Regions from separate parts of the Sus scrofa genome. Here region 1 is linked to region 2. A link is a contact called in public Hi-C data. All regions are on one chromosome and are shown on one strand. The core of a region is the stretch at or near the end of the contact, and the rest is flanking DNA. Distances in the headings are between cores, read along the strand shown. Region 1 holds the start of LYST (lysosomal-trafficking regulator). Region 2 has its middle 72 kb from the start of LYST.

Evidence for each region. Hi-C and Micro-C count contacts between places; a contact is called where the count stands out from the background.
Region 1: a contact with region 2 is called in a Hi-C map of blood, with 3 times the contacts expected there. The contact joins the promoter of LYST here to the enhancer-like site in region 2. A contact is called at or near these places in 2 of 5 promoter capture datasets (both in liver), 13 of 47 Hi-C or Micro-C datasets (adipose tissue, alveolar macrophages, blood and 6 more) and 1 of 2 datasets of contacts at active chromatin or transcription factors (alveolar macrophages).

Annotation. Positions count from the first base shown.
Region 1 is chr14:55,427,831-55,435,033 of Sscrofa11.1, forward strand. LYST (lysosomal-trafficking regulator) reads left to right here and starts at 5,333. Exons shown (of 54, transcript XM_021073151.1): 1 at 5,333-5,868.
Region 2 is chr14:55,357,233-55,364,306 of Sscrofa11.1, forward strand. No RefSeq gene overlaps it. Among named protein-coding and RNA genes, the nearest start is that of LYST, 72 kb to the right of the region's middle. Within about 2 kb of position 4,254, at least 15 of the 83 cell types and tissues checked have an H3K27ac peak or open chromatin away from gene starts, as enhancers often do. A contact at or near this core is called in alveolar macrophages, fetal liver and liver, where this site is marked.

The sequences.
Region 1 (7,203 bases), core at 4,083-6,582, 72 kb after region 2:
TTCAGACAGCCCATGTGCGTCTGACTGGTGAGTACGGGAATTTTGCAGAGCCCCGTTCTCATCGTGAACTGGTTTTGTTATAGGTCAGTCATCCTTGCCTGAGCCCTTTATCCAGACTCATCTGAAAGGGACCCGACACAAGAGCTGCAAAGCTCTGCAGCAATGGCCTTGGACCAGAACCCTTCTGACAGCATCTCCTCTGTTGTCCAGCTCGAATCCTCACCAGGGTGCTTCATCAAAAGTCGAGACACTGAGGCCCCCCAAGCCACCTGGGAGACAGTCAAGAGGTGACCCCTTCCCATCAAAAACACCCATCTGCCAGGAGTCAATAGGGACGGTCCCCACTGTAACCTGCAGCAATGACCCCGAGACACTGGATGAGATGCTGGCCCAGTGACTAGATGTCAGGTGGACTATTTTGGCCCCTTGCCATTGTCAGAGGGACACAGATACACATTAACCTATGTTCCTACTGCTATGGGTCTCACACAAGCCTTTGCTAGTAAAAAAGCAAATCAGGCAGCCACTCTTAGGGACTCGACTGAGTTGGAAAGTATGTAGGGACCACCACTTGCACAGGGCCATAGATGTCAGAGCGGCTTGCATGGCTGGACCGTACTGACTCCGTTGTGTCAGCTCCATCTTATATGCCCGCAGTCCCGCCCTCTCCCCTTTCTGAGTGACTGAGCTTTAATGTTACTCAAGCAATGTAACCAAGCCAGACAAGTTCCTACCAACCTTCCCCCTGGCCTTCATCTGATAAGAAAACTGGAAGAGTGCCTTTTGCTGATGCAGAGGAAGAGAAGAAAAACCCCCAGTTCTCATTGGTGTGGACGTGCTTTTCCCTTACTAATTAGATTCCATCTTGGTCTTTGGCTCTTTTACATTCCCATGAACCCCTTTCAGTGGCGTGGAGTGCAACTACAGACGCTGCCTGATCCTGCCTTTGCAGAAGTTACTCACAATAAACTTCACAGTTGCACATTACGGAGTTGCCTGCTTTGTTTCTCAGTCTCCAAGTCCCTTCTCAGTTTGCTGAGCACCACCCTCAGTGACATTAAGTACATTCGCAAAGTTGTACAACCATCACCACCATCCATCCTCCCCATCGTCTTCCCAAATAGAAACTCTGTATACATGAAACAGTAACACCCCCTTCATCCTCCCCATCCCCTGGAAACTACCCTTCTACTTCCTATCTCTATGCATGTGTCTATTCTAGTGCATCGTATGAGTGGCATCCTACAGCATCGGTCCCTTGGTGTCTGACTTATTTCACTTAGGATCATGTTTTCAGATTCAACAGAATTTCCTATCTCATTATGGTTGAATAATATTCCGTTGTATGGATATACCACATTTTGTGTATCCGTTCATTCATCAGTGGGCACTTGAGTTGCTTCCACCTTTTGGCTTTGGGGAATAAGGCTGCTATGAACATGGGTGTATAATTATCTTCTTGAGTCCTTGCTTTCATTTCTTTGGGGCATATGCACAGAAGCAGAATTGCTGGATCATGTGATAATTCCATGTTTAACTTTTGGAGGAGGAGCCAAAGAGTCCTGCTTTATTTACTTATTTTTTAAAAATATTCAAGAAAAGATTCTAGGAGGTGGGAAGGTGGAGAGGAGGGTTTGGTAGTTCCAAGAAGCAAGAGACAGGATTCCTTAGTGAGGAGGTTAATTGGGTTTTCAGGTCCTCTCCACAAGGCAGGGCACTGCATGCCACCCAGTAGGGTGGTAACCCTTATGTCTTTCCTAGCCACTGCTCAGCCAACCCTTCCACACTGAGTGAACAGGTACTGAAGGCGTGTGAAAGATAGTAGATTGAATTTTCTCTCCACTCCACTCCTCATCATAACTCGACATACTTTTAATGTGCCATTCTCTCATCTTGAATAATAATAGTAGACAACCTATATATAGGAGAAATAATTAATGACTTTTATATTTTCCTCTTGATGTGTTTTAAAGAGTACAGTAACTCTTTCAGGATAAATGGTTTAATTCCCCCCTTGAATTTAATGCCAACTAATTTAACACCAGTTTAGGGCCATTTATCTTTATCATATAAAAGATTAAAGTGATTAAAACTTTTTGTTTTTTTGCTCTGACCTATAATAACCTCTGGTCCCTATTTTACTTCCTCTTGTGCATGGGTTACCAGAAATATAGGCCAAATTCAGAGCAACTATAATAATCACCCCATCTCATGTAACTGGTTATATTCACCCATTTACAGAGTCCCTATTGTATCTGCAATCTTAAGTTACCCTATTTTTCTATTGTTTATGTTTGGACAACTATCTTGTGCCATGTCAGAACTAGGCAGGATATAAATTCTAAATAAATGAAAGTACTACTGCACCTTTACAAAGTTAACTCCTTCGAAACTGCCTGAGTCTCCTTCAAAGCCTTATTGTAATAGGATAGTAAGAACTCCACAGACTCTTCAAGTTGGAAATATCTTCGAGGAAATCAAGTTCACTGTTTGGTTTTCCCTAATTGACCGGTTAATCTGGCAAAACCAGGACCCCTAAGAACCGATAAGGAGGATCACTGCTACCGAAAATGTATATAAGGCGTTTTGGAATCTGCCCCCAAGGTTTAAGCCATTTTTGATATGAGTCTGTATCCCAGAAAAGTGTTTAACTAAATGATTGAAACCTGTCTTCCAAATGAATCATTGGCACCCTGTTCATGAACAAGGGCCTCCAAATTCCTAATAGGCACAAGATTGTTTTGCTTCCAGAAAGCTTTCAGGAAGAAAACACTAATCCAGCACACCAAGCTGTGATAGGTGCTCATACAGCAGTAGAAGTAAAGGAGGCAGGAAGCATCAGGATAAATGCAAGCAAACACTTCCTTTAGTCTTCACAGGTATTCAAAATACTTTAGGACTTTTTTTGTGTGCTACAAGGTGAAACAAAGCTAACAAACCTTTCAAGGTAAAGAGAATTTTTTTTCCCCTAGGGACATACATTGGTGGTGACTTTATTATCTCTTAGCATTCAGACAGTTTTTGAGTTGGAAAGATAAAGAACTTTCTCTCAGTGCCTTTGACCCTTACGTCTCTGTTGGGTGTGTGTCACTGAGCTAAACTAGAACTGACCCAAGGATGGTAAATAAAGTCAAACTACCCTCGTTGCACTGAGTGTAGCTGGAGGAGTCCCAGACACGGCCCAAGCAGCAACAGACATTGCAAGCAGGGGTTGCAATCACGACTCATTGAAAAGATACTTATCAAGAGCCGAACACATACATGGCACATAAAATATTAAACTACATTTGCAACTATCTGTTTAGGAACCAATTATGAAGACTGTGCCAGGTACTTTAGTGTTTAGCCAGGCATGGAAATTGAGAACCGTAAGTAATCCGATAATACCTATTATAAATATTCACTTTAACAGCCATTGTTCCAAACTCCACCGTGATGTTATAATATGAATTTGTTTAACTGTAATTGGTGTCTGGAATATAACCTAATTAATATCAATTTCTAAGTACAGTAATAGCACTGAAAGTTCTGAGCAAATACATGTAATACATAATAGTAATTCAACAAATACTTATCGCACATCTGTATAGTCTATATATGTATCATACACACATGTGTGCGCGCGCACACACACACACACACACAGAGTAGCCTAGTAGGTAGTTAAGAGCTTGCAACTGCAAGTTAAACTGACCAGTGTTATCATTTAAAAGCAATATGACAAACAAACTGATGGTTACCAAAGGAGAAAGGATTGAGGGAGGGACAAATTAGGAATTTGGGATTAGCAGATACAAACTACTATCTATAAAATAAACAAAGTCCTACTGCACAGTGCCTGGAACTATATGCAATAGCTTGTAATAACCTATAATGGAAAAGAATTTGAAAAATAATAGATATACATGTATATGTATAACTGAATCACATTGCTGTGCACTAGAAACTAACACAACTTTGTAAATCAACTCTACTTCAATAAAATAGATTTTTTTTTCTTTTTTGGCCACACCCATGGCATATGGAAGTTCCTGAGCCAGGGATTGATTCTGAGCCACAGCTGTCACCTATGCCATAGCTGTGGCTATGCTCAATTCTTAACCTGCTGCACCACAATGGGAACTCCTAAAATAAAACTAAAAAAAAAAAAAAAAAAAATACATATATATATATAAATATATATATATATATATACACACACACACAAATAATTGAGAGGAATAAAGCAACTACTTGAGAACTTAAAAACTAATTGAAAAAATAAATAAATTTTTAAAAAATCAAAAATAAATATATGAAAGAAGTGCAGGGAGTTTCTGTCATGCCTCAGCAGAAAAGAATCTGACTAGCATTCATGAGGATGTGGGTTCGATCCCTGGCCTCGCTCAGTGAATTAAGGATCTGGCATCGCTGGGAGTTGTGGTGTAGGTCAAAGATACGGCTTGAATCTGATGTTGCTGTGGCTGTGGCGTAGGCCAGCAGCTGCAACTCAGACTCAACCCCTACCCTGGGAACCTCCATATGCTGCAGGTGGGGCCCTAAAAAGTAAAAAAAAAAAAAAAGTGTGGCATTGAACAAGTCTCAGATTTCTTATCTATAAAATAAACAAATGTTTTTTATTATTAATAATAAAATATTAATCCAGAAATCCATAATAGGCATGGGATTGAAAATATGAGAGTATTTGTAATCAAATTTTTATAAAAAATAATAGGAGTTCCTATTGTGGCTCAGCGGTAACAAATCTAACTAGTAGCCATGAGGATATGAGTTCAATCTCTGACCTCGCTCAGTGGTTAAGGATCTGTCATTGCTATGAGCTGTGGTGTAGGTCACAGATGCAGCTCGGATCCCTCATTGCTGTGGCTATGGTGTAGGCTGGCAGCTGCAGCTCTGATTTGACCTCTAGCCTAGGAACTTCCATATGCTGTGAGTGAGGACCTAAAAAGCAAAGATAGATAGATAGATAAATAAATAAATACAAAAAGAATAACAGCAGAAGAAAAAAAAAAAAAGAGAGAGGGAGAGGCAGATGTCAGCACAAAAGAAGGGCAGAAATACTACACTACGAGTTTGGTGAAAGTGGCAGTGGCTTGGTGTTTAGTTTGTTTCTATGTCCTCCAAGTGGCTGCAGAATTCTCAAAACAAGAGTGATGATGCTCCTTGCAAACATAGGCCCTCCCCCTCTGCCAGAGAATCAGAGCACTCTGACTCACAGAAGCCACCACAAAATCACTAACTGGAAAGCCCTGCTGCAGCTCCACTGCAAAGAAATTGAACTTGATTTGCCAGATACGCCACGTGATCCAAGCAGGGCCTCCTGCCAAAGAGCCAGAGGGAGAGGGCCACTTGCCTTCCTGGGAGCACAGACCGCCTAGCCTCATCACCAAACGGAGAGGCAGCAGAGGGCTTTACAAGAAGTCATTTCCAATGATGATTTGGCTTTGAAAAGGGTGGCTGCAGTGCCAGCGTGTTTGGTGCATTGCCTCTTTGGGCTGAGGATCCATTCTTCCCACGGAGAAGTTGTGTCATGAGGTTCTTGTGGTGCATAAAGCTACCCTTCCCCATCTGCTCCTGCAGCTTCCTCTGGTGACATCGGAAAGGCTGCAGGGTTCGCCATTGCCATCTAATGGGGCTTCAGGCTGTTCAACTCAACTGTGCATGCTCTGATAATGCCAGGAGAATGATGCAACCCTAAGTCAGCTGAACAGAAGCCGGAAGTTAACTGCAAACAAGTGACCCAGCTTGCATAACAACATGGTCCTCCAGTTTCACTGCAGCAAGAGTAGATGGCTGCTAATTAGCCGGCAGTGAAGATGCCTACAGAGTGATGACAACAAGGAAGAGTTCCTGGCTCCCTGGAAAAAGGTAATCACCTTACAGATAGGATTCAAGTGTTTCTGAGACACCCACCCTCCAGTGGCAGCCAAGTGTGTGGACAGCTTTGGTGGGCAGGCTAGGTAAAGGCTGAGAGCTGTAGGACCACCAGGGAAGGGGATAAGCAGATGAACTCCTGGCCACCCAGGTGCTCTCAGGAGCTGCTTCCTGCAGACTGCTTGCTCTGAGAGGAAGGAGAAGGAAGATACCTGTCTGGAATGGGCTGAGCCAATGACCCTCAATGGAGAGATTCCAGCTGTCATTCTTGGATGTCAGTACAGTGAGGTTGTTCATCCTGAGCACAGCACAGGTGTAAGGACTCACACAGTAAGTGGGTGCTGATGGGCTCCCCTGGGGTGTTATTAGACAAGGTGCATCAACCCAATACAGTCAAGAGGTACTTCCTCTCTCACCCCTCACTGCCAGCCCTATCTAACCCTTCAGCCTCTATCATATTCCTGCTCTATGATAAGAAGAGCTCAAGTGCTACTATTTAGGAGGCTTTAGACTGGTCTAGGAGGAGAAGGGAGACAGCATAGAGCTAAGGATGGAAGTGGCGAATTATGAAGGGATAAATAAGAAATTCTGTGGCTGGAGTGGTGGGGGAAGGGAAAGACTGTGAATGAGATTAGAGGGAAAGCTCGGAGAAACCAGAATGCCTGCCAGATGGAGAGAGGTGCTGAGCCTAGGATGGAAGTCAGGGGTTTAGAGATTGGGATGGAAGAACAAGCCCAAGTAGGGTTGAGCAATTGTTCTGAGCCAGGAGACTGGAAGAGCTTGGGAGTGGGTCAGCCTGGCTGGGGAGGTGGATGAAGAAGATGAAAAGAGAGAAGTGGATGAAAAGACAACTCCATCTACTCAGAAGCCCAGTAGCCTTGTCTGATTCTGCTCCATGAAGCTTCTCACCCCCCACTTCTGGCTGGTTCCCACATTCTGCTCAACAGCCCTCTCTGTTCCCATGACTTCTCCATTTGGGTCCTCATCATCTTTCTGAGACAACTTCCAGAGTCTCCCCACCAGGCTCCCTGCCTCTAGTCTCTCTCCCCTCCAATCCATCCCTCACACAACTTCCGAACCTTATCTTTTCAAAATGCAAGCTTGGTCACATCCCCAAACTTAAAGGACTCCAGTGGCTTCCCACTGCCTGCAGAAAAAAAACCCCAAACATCTCGCCTGGCATGTAGGAGGCTTCCAGATCCCCCCTCACCCTGTCATTGGAGCTTCAACTCTTGTAACTTACCTGCAAGTACCCAGTCCCCCAGATAATCTGTGGTTCTTGAATATTACCTTGTAATCGCCTTCCTACTTCCCAAAGTTACTCCCTCA
Region 2 (7,074 bases), core at 3,004-5,503:
CAGATCCATAACCCACTGAGCAAGGCCGGGGATTAAACCAGAGTCCTCATTGATACTAGTCAAGTTCATCACCTCTGAGCCACAACGGAAACTCTAATAGATTGTATCTATTAATCTCAAATTTCTAGTTTATCCCTCCCTTCCCCCCTTTCCTCTTTGTACCCATACATTTGATGGGCATGACTTTTAATGACTGCATAGTATTCTATTCAGTTGTATGAATGAATAATAAACTCCAACCAGCTTTCTTACTGACAAACATTTAAGATGGTTCTGTTTTTTTGGGTTTTATTTTTTAACTATGGTATATAACACTTAATGTATGCCCTTGTACTTATACCAAAGTGTCCTTATTTATTTCTCTAGGATAAATTCCAACACACTATTATTTGAGATTTCATGGCTTTTCATAAATACCTCCCAACTGACCCACAGAAATTTGTACCAGCATATACTCCCACGAGCAGAAGGGTTTGTGCCCCTTCCCTGGTTGTCTGCCTTTTGAGAGTTCTTTTTGAAAAAACCTTTGACAATTAGAAGATACCCATGGGGGGTGTCATTTATGAAAACCTAGTTGAGTGATCCTTTAAGTATTTATTCCTCACTTTTTAATTCCTTTTTTCAGTTGCCTTTTTGAGTCCTTTGTTGATGTTGTTGTTTTTAAAACTGGGACAATCTTACCGATTTATAAGGGCTTTATGCATTTTAAAGTTAATTAGCCTTTTCCATAGATATTGCAAATAATCTATCTCAGGGATTTGGGGATTTTGTTTTTGGGTTCCTTTGCCAGTGAGGGGAGGGGTTGATCTAGAAGTAGTCAATTCCTGCTTATTCTGCAGCACTACATGCCTCCCAAAGCAGCCTGAACCAGGGGAGAAGCTCTGGCCTAAAGGTCACGAGGCCCAGGCTCTACCCTGTGGCAGATTATTTTCCAACGTGGCCTCAGCACCACCACCCAGCCCATGTATTTTTAAAGAGCTCGGGGAGTTCCTGTTGTGGCTAAGTGGGTTAGGAACCTATCATAATGTTGGTGAGGATGCGGGTTCGAGCCCTGGCCTTGTTCAGTGGGTTAGGATCTGGCATTGCTGCAAGCTGCAGTTGTAGGTGGCAGATGTGGCTCAGATCTGGTGTGGCTGTGGATGTGGTATAGTCCTGCAGCTGCAGCTCCGATTGGACCCCTAGCCTGGTAATTCCCATATGCTGCAGGTGCGGCCCTAGAAAGAAAAAAAAAAGTAAAACACCGTTTTAATTCCTTCACCACCAATTATGGGTTGAATTCTTCCCCCTCAAAAAGAAATGCTGAAGTCCTAACCCCATGTACCTCAGAATATGACCTTGTTTGGAGACAGGGTCTTTACAGGTACTTGGGTTCAGGTAAGGTCATTGAGATGGGCCTTCATCCAGTAGGATCTGGTGTCTTTATAAAAAGAGAAATTTGCAGAGTTCCCGTCATGGCGCAGTGGAAACGAATCCAGCTAGGAACCATGAAGTTGCAGGTTCGATCCCTGGCCTTGGTCAGTGGGTTAAGGGTCTGGTGTTGCTGTGAGCTGTGGTAGAGGTCGAAGATGCAGATCTGGTGTGGCTGTGGTGTAGGCGGCAGCTGTAGCTCTGATATGACCCCTAGCCTGGGAACCTCCATGTGCCTTGGGTGTGGCCCTAAAAAAGCCCCCCCCCCCAAAAAAAAGCGAGAGAAATTTGGACTCAGAGACACACAATCCAGGAAAAGCCCATGTGAAATGGAGGCTGGCACTGGGGTGATGCATCTACAAGGCAAAGAGGCCAAAGCTGACCGCCAAGCCCCTAAAGCCAGGAGCAGATCCCTCCCCAACCCTCAGAAGGGACTGACCCTGGGAGTTCCCATGTGGCTTAGCAGTAACAAGCCCAACCAGTATCTATGAAGTTTTGGCTTCGATCCCTGGCCTGGCTCAGTGGGTTAAGGATCTGGTGTTGCCGTGAGCTGTGGTGTAGGTCACAGATTTGGCTCAGATCCTGCATTTCTGTGGCTGTGGTATAGGCTGGCTGCTACAGCTCCAATCAGACCCCTAGCCTGGGAACATATATATGCTGCGGGTACGGCTGTAAAAACAAACAAAAGCCAACAACAACAATAAAAAAGAAGAGCCTGACCCTGACAACACCCTGACCCCAGACGTCTGACCTCCAGAATGTGAACACCGTAAATCCCATTGGACGTCGTGAGGGGAGCCTAGACAACGAATGGCGTGGGATACACTGTACCTTGGTTCTAACAGCTGAGTTCCTGGGAGGGAAAGAGCACATGGGTTCAGAAAGGAAACCAACGCGGGGAGTTCCCGTCATGAATCTGACTAGGAACCATGAGGTTGCCGGTTCAATCCCTGGCCTTGCTCAGTGGGTTAAGGATCCGACATTGCTGTGAGCTGTGGTGTAGGTCGCAGACGCGGCTCGGATCCCACGTTGCTGTGGCTACACCGTAGCCCGGTGGCTACAGCTCTGATTAGACCCCTAGCCTTGGAATCTCCATATGCCCCCGGAGCGGCCCTAAAAAAAAAAAAAAAAAAAAAGGGAAACCAACGTGAGCGTGAGCTGCAAATGTGTGCCCGCCTCCCGGGCCCCCGCATCCCTCATCCAGAGCTCAGCACCTCCTGCGAGCCTGGCAGTCAGCCCTGTGTTAGGTCAGGGCCTTGGAGGCTGGATTAGACTTCACTGGTCTCCACAAGTGACTCCCATGTGGAGCAAGGTGGGAACCATTGCACATTTAATGGGGAGAAAAAAAACCCTAAGGGATTTAATGGGGATGGAGTTACATCAGTTATTGCTTAATTCTTAGTACAACCGAGGTTTCCAATCCATCAACATCTGATGTCTTTCCGTTTATTTAAAAGCTACAATTTTTTTTTTTTTTGTCTTTTTTGGGCTGCACCTGCAGCATATGGGAGTTTCCAGGCTAAGGGTTTAATCAGAGATGCAGCTGCTGGCCTATACCACAGTCACAGAAACGCTAGATTGGAGCTGCATCACGGCAACACAGGATCCTTAACCCACTGAGCAAGGCCAGTGATTGAACCCGCAACCTCATGGTTCCTAGTCAGATTCGTTTCTGCTGCGCCATGAGGGGAACTACCAATTCTTTTTTTTTTTTTTTTTAATTTTTTTTTTCTTCAGGGTTGCAGGTGTGGCATATGGGAGTTCCCAGGCTAAGGGTCGAATCAGAGGTATAGCTGCCAGCCTATGTCACAGTTCATGGCAATGCAGGATCCTTAACCCACTGAGCAGGGCCAGGGATCAAACCCATATCTTCATGGATACGAGTTGGGTTCATTTCCACTGAGCCACAATGGGAATTCCAAGAGCTATAATTCTTGAGCAACTATTACACTCTGACCCATAGCCTAAATCAAATGTCATCTACTTGTTATTGATGTGGCATCTGAACCCAACCCAGAGAGGTAAATAAACCTGCAAAGGCGACACAGTGAGCATGCTGGAATCCTGGGCTCGATCTGTCTCATGCTCTTTCCATTTTGTGGCCTCTTCTCATTACTAAGGAGGCCTCCAGCCAGTTCTAGTTTACAGCCTTTCATGGGCATAAGTAGCTGCCTTAAAAAAACAGACAAGGGACTGATAAAAACAAATTGCAAATCAGGTCATCTGTCGTAACATGGGAAAATGTACAAATGTAGAGAGACGGGAATGAAGCGGTCATGGAACACTGTGCATCCTGCTGCCTATTTTTGTACAACCAGGGGTACATGTGTTTTGCACTTAGGGAGAGACTGGAAGCAGACACGAGAAACTGGTAACCGTGGTTCTCTCTGGGGAGGGGTATGTGGTGCTGGGTTAGGGAGAAGGGGTTTCACTTTTCTGCACAGATTAACCTCTACTGTCATTAGAAGGCTTTGCTAGAAGCATGCACTACCTTTCTAACTAAAAGAACTCGTTGAGAGAGAGGTGAGGAAAGATTTTCCCCATATGGCTGATTGCAGAACCTTGAAAATGGGAAGTTCCTTGGTTCCCCTTCACAACCGTAGTGGCCGTGGAGTAATTGCATCCTCCTGCGGGTCACCTTGTGGCGTGGGGGTGGGGGTGGGGAAGGAAGAGGCAACACGCCTGTCCCTGGCCTCCCGAGGGTCCTCTGCTAGGCTGACGGTGAGTGTAGCCATAGCTGCTGCCCTGAAGATGAGCTGGAGGTGGTCCCCACTGGGGTGTGAAGGCTGCTTCACCGGGGGCTCCAGAGGGCCTTGCAGCACTTCCTGTTTGGGGACCACGTGAAAGTGACAGAGGAAGCTGCGGTTGGGACAGTGAGAGTGCCATATGGGGAGGATACTCTTTGCTCTTTGGGGTGGAACACTCCTGGGAGCACCTGCAAAAGGCTCAGCCAGGTGGGGATGCACCCCTATGCTGCCCCAGGTCCCTGGAGACCATGGGGTATGCGAGACCTTCACCCTGATTCCCTGCCCCACCCCAATAGCCTCCCCCGCCCTCACCGGACCCACCCTTCCCTCTCCCCAGCACTTCTCACACTGCGCTGAAATGACCTATTTCTTTGTCCAATTTCCGGACTGGCCTTTGCAGTTTTTGAAAGCAAAGTCTCTGTTGTACGCACCTTTGCTTTTCTAACACTTAGCGTGGTGCAGGGCTCATAACAGGCACACCTTAAACTTTAGATGGAGGGACAGATGGATCGATGGAGCTAGTGCTGTGGAAGCCAATATACTCCCAATCCAGATACAAATTCTTCCAGCCCAAACTCTCTCCCACTGCCTAGATGTGGCCCCCCACATCAGCCAGCTGTCCAGTGGGTGTGAGCATACAGCACACTCTAGGAGACATTGCATGTCTGTTCTCATTGGTCTTCCTGAGTGGCTGAAAAGAGAACAGACTTGCAACAATGAGAAGTCACAGACTGGGAGAAAATATTTGCAAAGCACCTACCTGATAAAGAACCAGCATCCGAAATATGTAAAGAACTCTTAAAACTCAATAGTAAGAAAAAAGAAGACTCGACTTAATAAGTGGGCAAAGGATCTAAACCTATCTCATCAAAGAAGATATACAGGTGGAAAGTATCATGTGAAATGATGCTCAGCACCAATGTAAGTAGGGAATTATTAATTAAAAGAGCAATGATAATTAAATGAAAGAGCACTGTGGTGGTTTGGGTTGCTGCTGTGCCAAAGTTTCCATCCCTGGCCTGGGAACTTCCATGTGCTTTAGGAGCAGCCGAAAACAAAGCCAAAAAAACAAAACCCCAAAAAACAAAAACAAACAAACAAAAAACAACCATGAACTACCACTATTTATCTTAGGAATGACCAAAATCCAGAACACTAACACCACCAAATGGTGGCAAAGATGTGAAGAACAGCAACTCTTGTTAATTTCTTTGGGAATACAAAGTGGAACAGATACTTTGATATCATTGCTTACAAAACTAATTATGCTCCTACCACACGATTTAGCAATCATGCTCCCTAGTATTCATCCAAAGAAGCTGAAAACATACCCACACAAAAACCTGAAATCAGATGTTTACAGCAGCTTTATTCATAACTGCCAAAACGTGGAAACCAAGGAAGATGTCCTTCGGTAGGTGAATGGATCAAGGAGCTGTGGTCCATCCAGACAATGGGATATTAGCCCCAAAAAGACATGAGCTATCAAGCCATGCAAAGACATGGAGGAGCCTTAGATGCATATTACTAAGTGAAAGATGCCCATCTGAAAGGCCACACACTGTATGACTCCAACTACTTGACATTCTGGAAAGGAAAAACTATGGAGACAGTAAAAAGATCAGTTGTTTCAGGGTGGAGTGGAAGGGAATGATGAAGAGGTGGAGTGCAGAGGGGTGAATACAATAGAGCTATGAACTATTGTGTATGATATTGTATAGGTGAACACATGTTATTCCACCCTAAACAGAGCCCATAGAATGTACAGCTCCAAGAGTGAACTTTAAACTATAGACTATATATAAGAACAGTGTATCAACATTGCCTCGTCCATTGTAACGAGAGTACCACACTTCCTAATGCAAGATGTTAATAATAGGGGAAACTCTGGATGTGTGTGTGTGTGTGTGTGAAGTGTATGCACTTTCTGCTCAATGTTTTCTGTAACTATAAAACAGCTCAGGAGTTCCCCAGTTGCACAGTGGGTTAAGGATCCAGCATTGTCACCACTGTAGCTAGGGTTGCTGCTATGGCACAGGTTTGATCTCTGGCCTGGGAACTTCCACATTCCACAGGTGTGGCCAAAAAACAAAACAAAACAGAAGTTACCAGTTCATACTCATCATGTCAAAATAAAGAGAAAAGTGGTACTCAAGTGTGGATTATTTTGTATCAAATTAGATGGCAAAGCATTATGCTTATTGTTTAATAACACATAAGGATGATAGAGGAATCCAGCATTGTCACTGCAGCAGCTTGGGTTGCTGCTGTGGTATGGATTTAATTCCTGTCTGGGGAATTTTCCCCTGTCATGGGTGTGGCAAAAAAAAAAAAAAAAGTTGAGGAAATTGGGAGCAATATCAATAACGACTCAAAAACAAGGTGAATGATTTCAAGTGGTTTTTCTTGTCTCTTGATGACTTAACAGATGTTGCCAATACTGTTTAGTTAGTGTTGTTGATTTGAGGAATGGACGAGTTTGAAATAACTCAAGAATTGGCCTCTCTCTGAAACAACTATAGGCAAGAATATTTTTAAAGACATTAAGAAAACACTAAATCAGTGCAAACTGAAGTGGAATCTGCTAAGATGTGTTACAGATGATGTTGGCAAAAATATAGGTGGAGTAGAAAAAGCCTTAGTCGAGAGTTCCCAGGTGGCACAGCACATTAAGGACCCAGATTGTCACTGCTGTGGCTTGAGTTCCATCCCTGGCCCAGGAAATTCCACACTCTACTCTTTTAAAAAAGAGCAAGAGCAGCCCTTGACAACTGATTATTTGATGTGTGGAGGTGTTAGGATAGCCATGGTAACTTCTCTCTGCAACAGTCATTGGCATCAGATATTTACAAATCAGGGTCTTCTCTGTGCACTGGGGGAGATGCACAGAACTGCAGCAGGATGATCTGGTGGGATGATG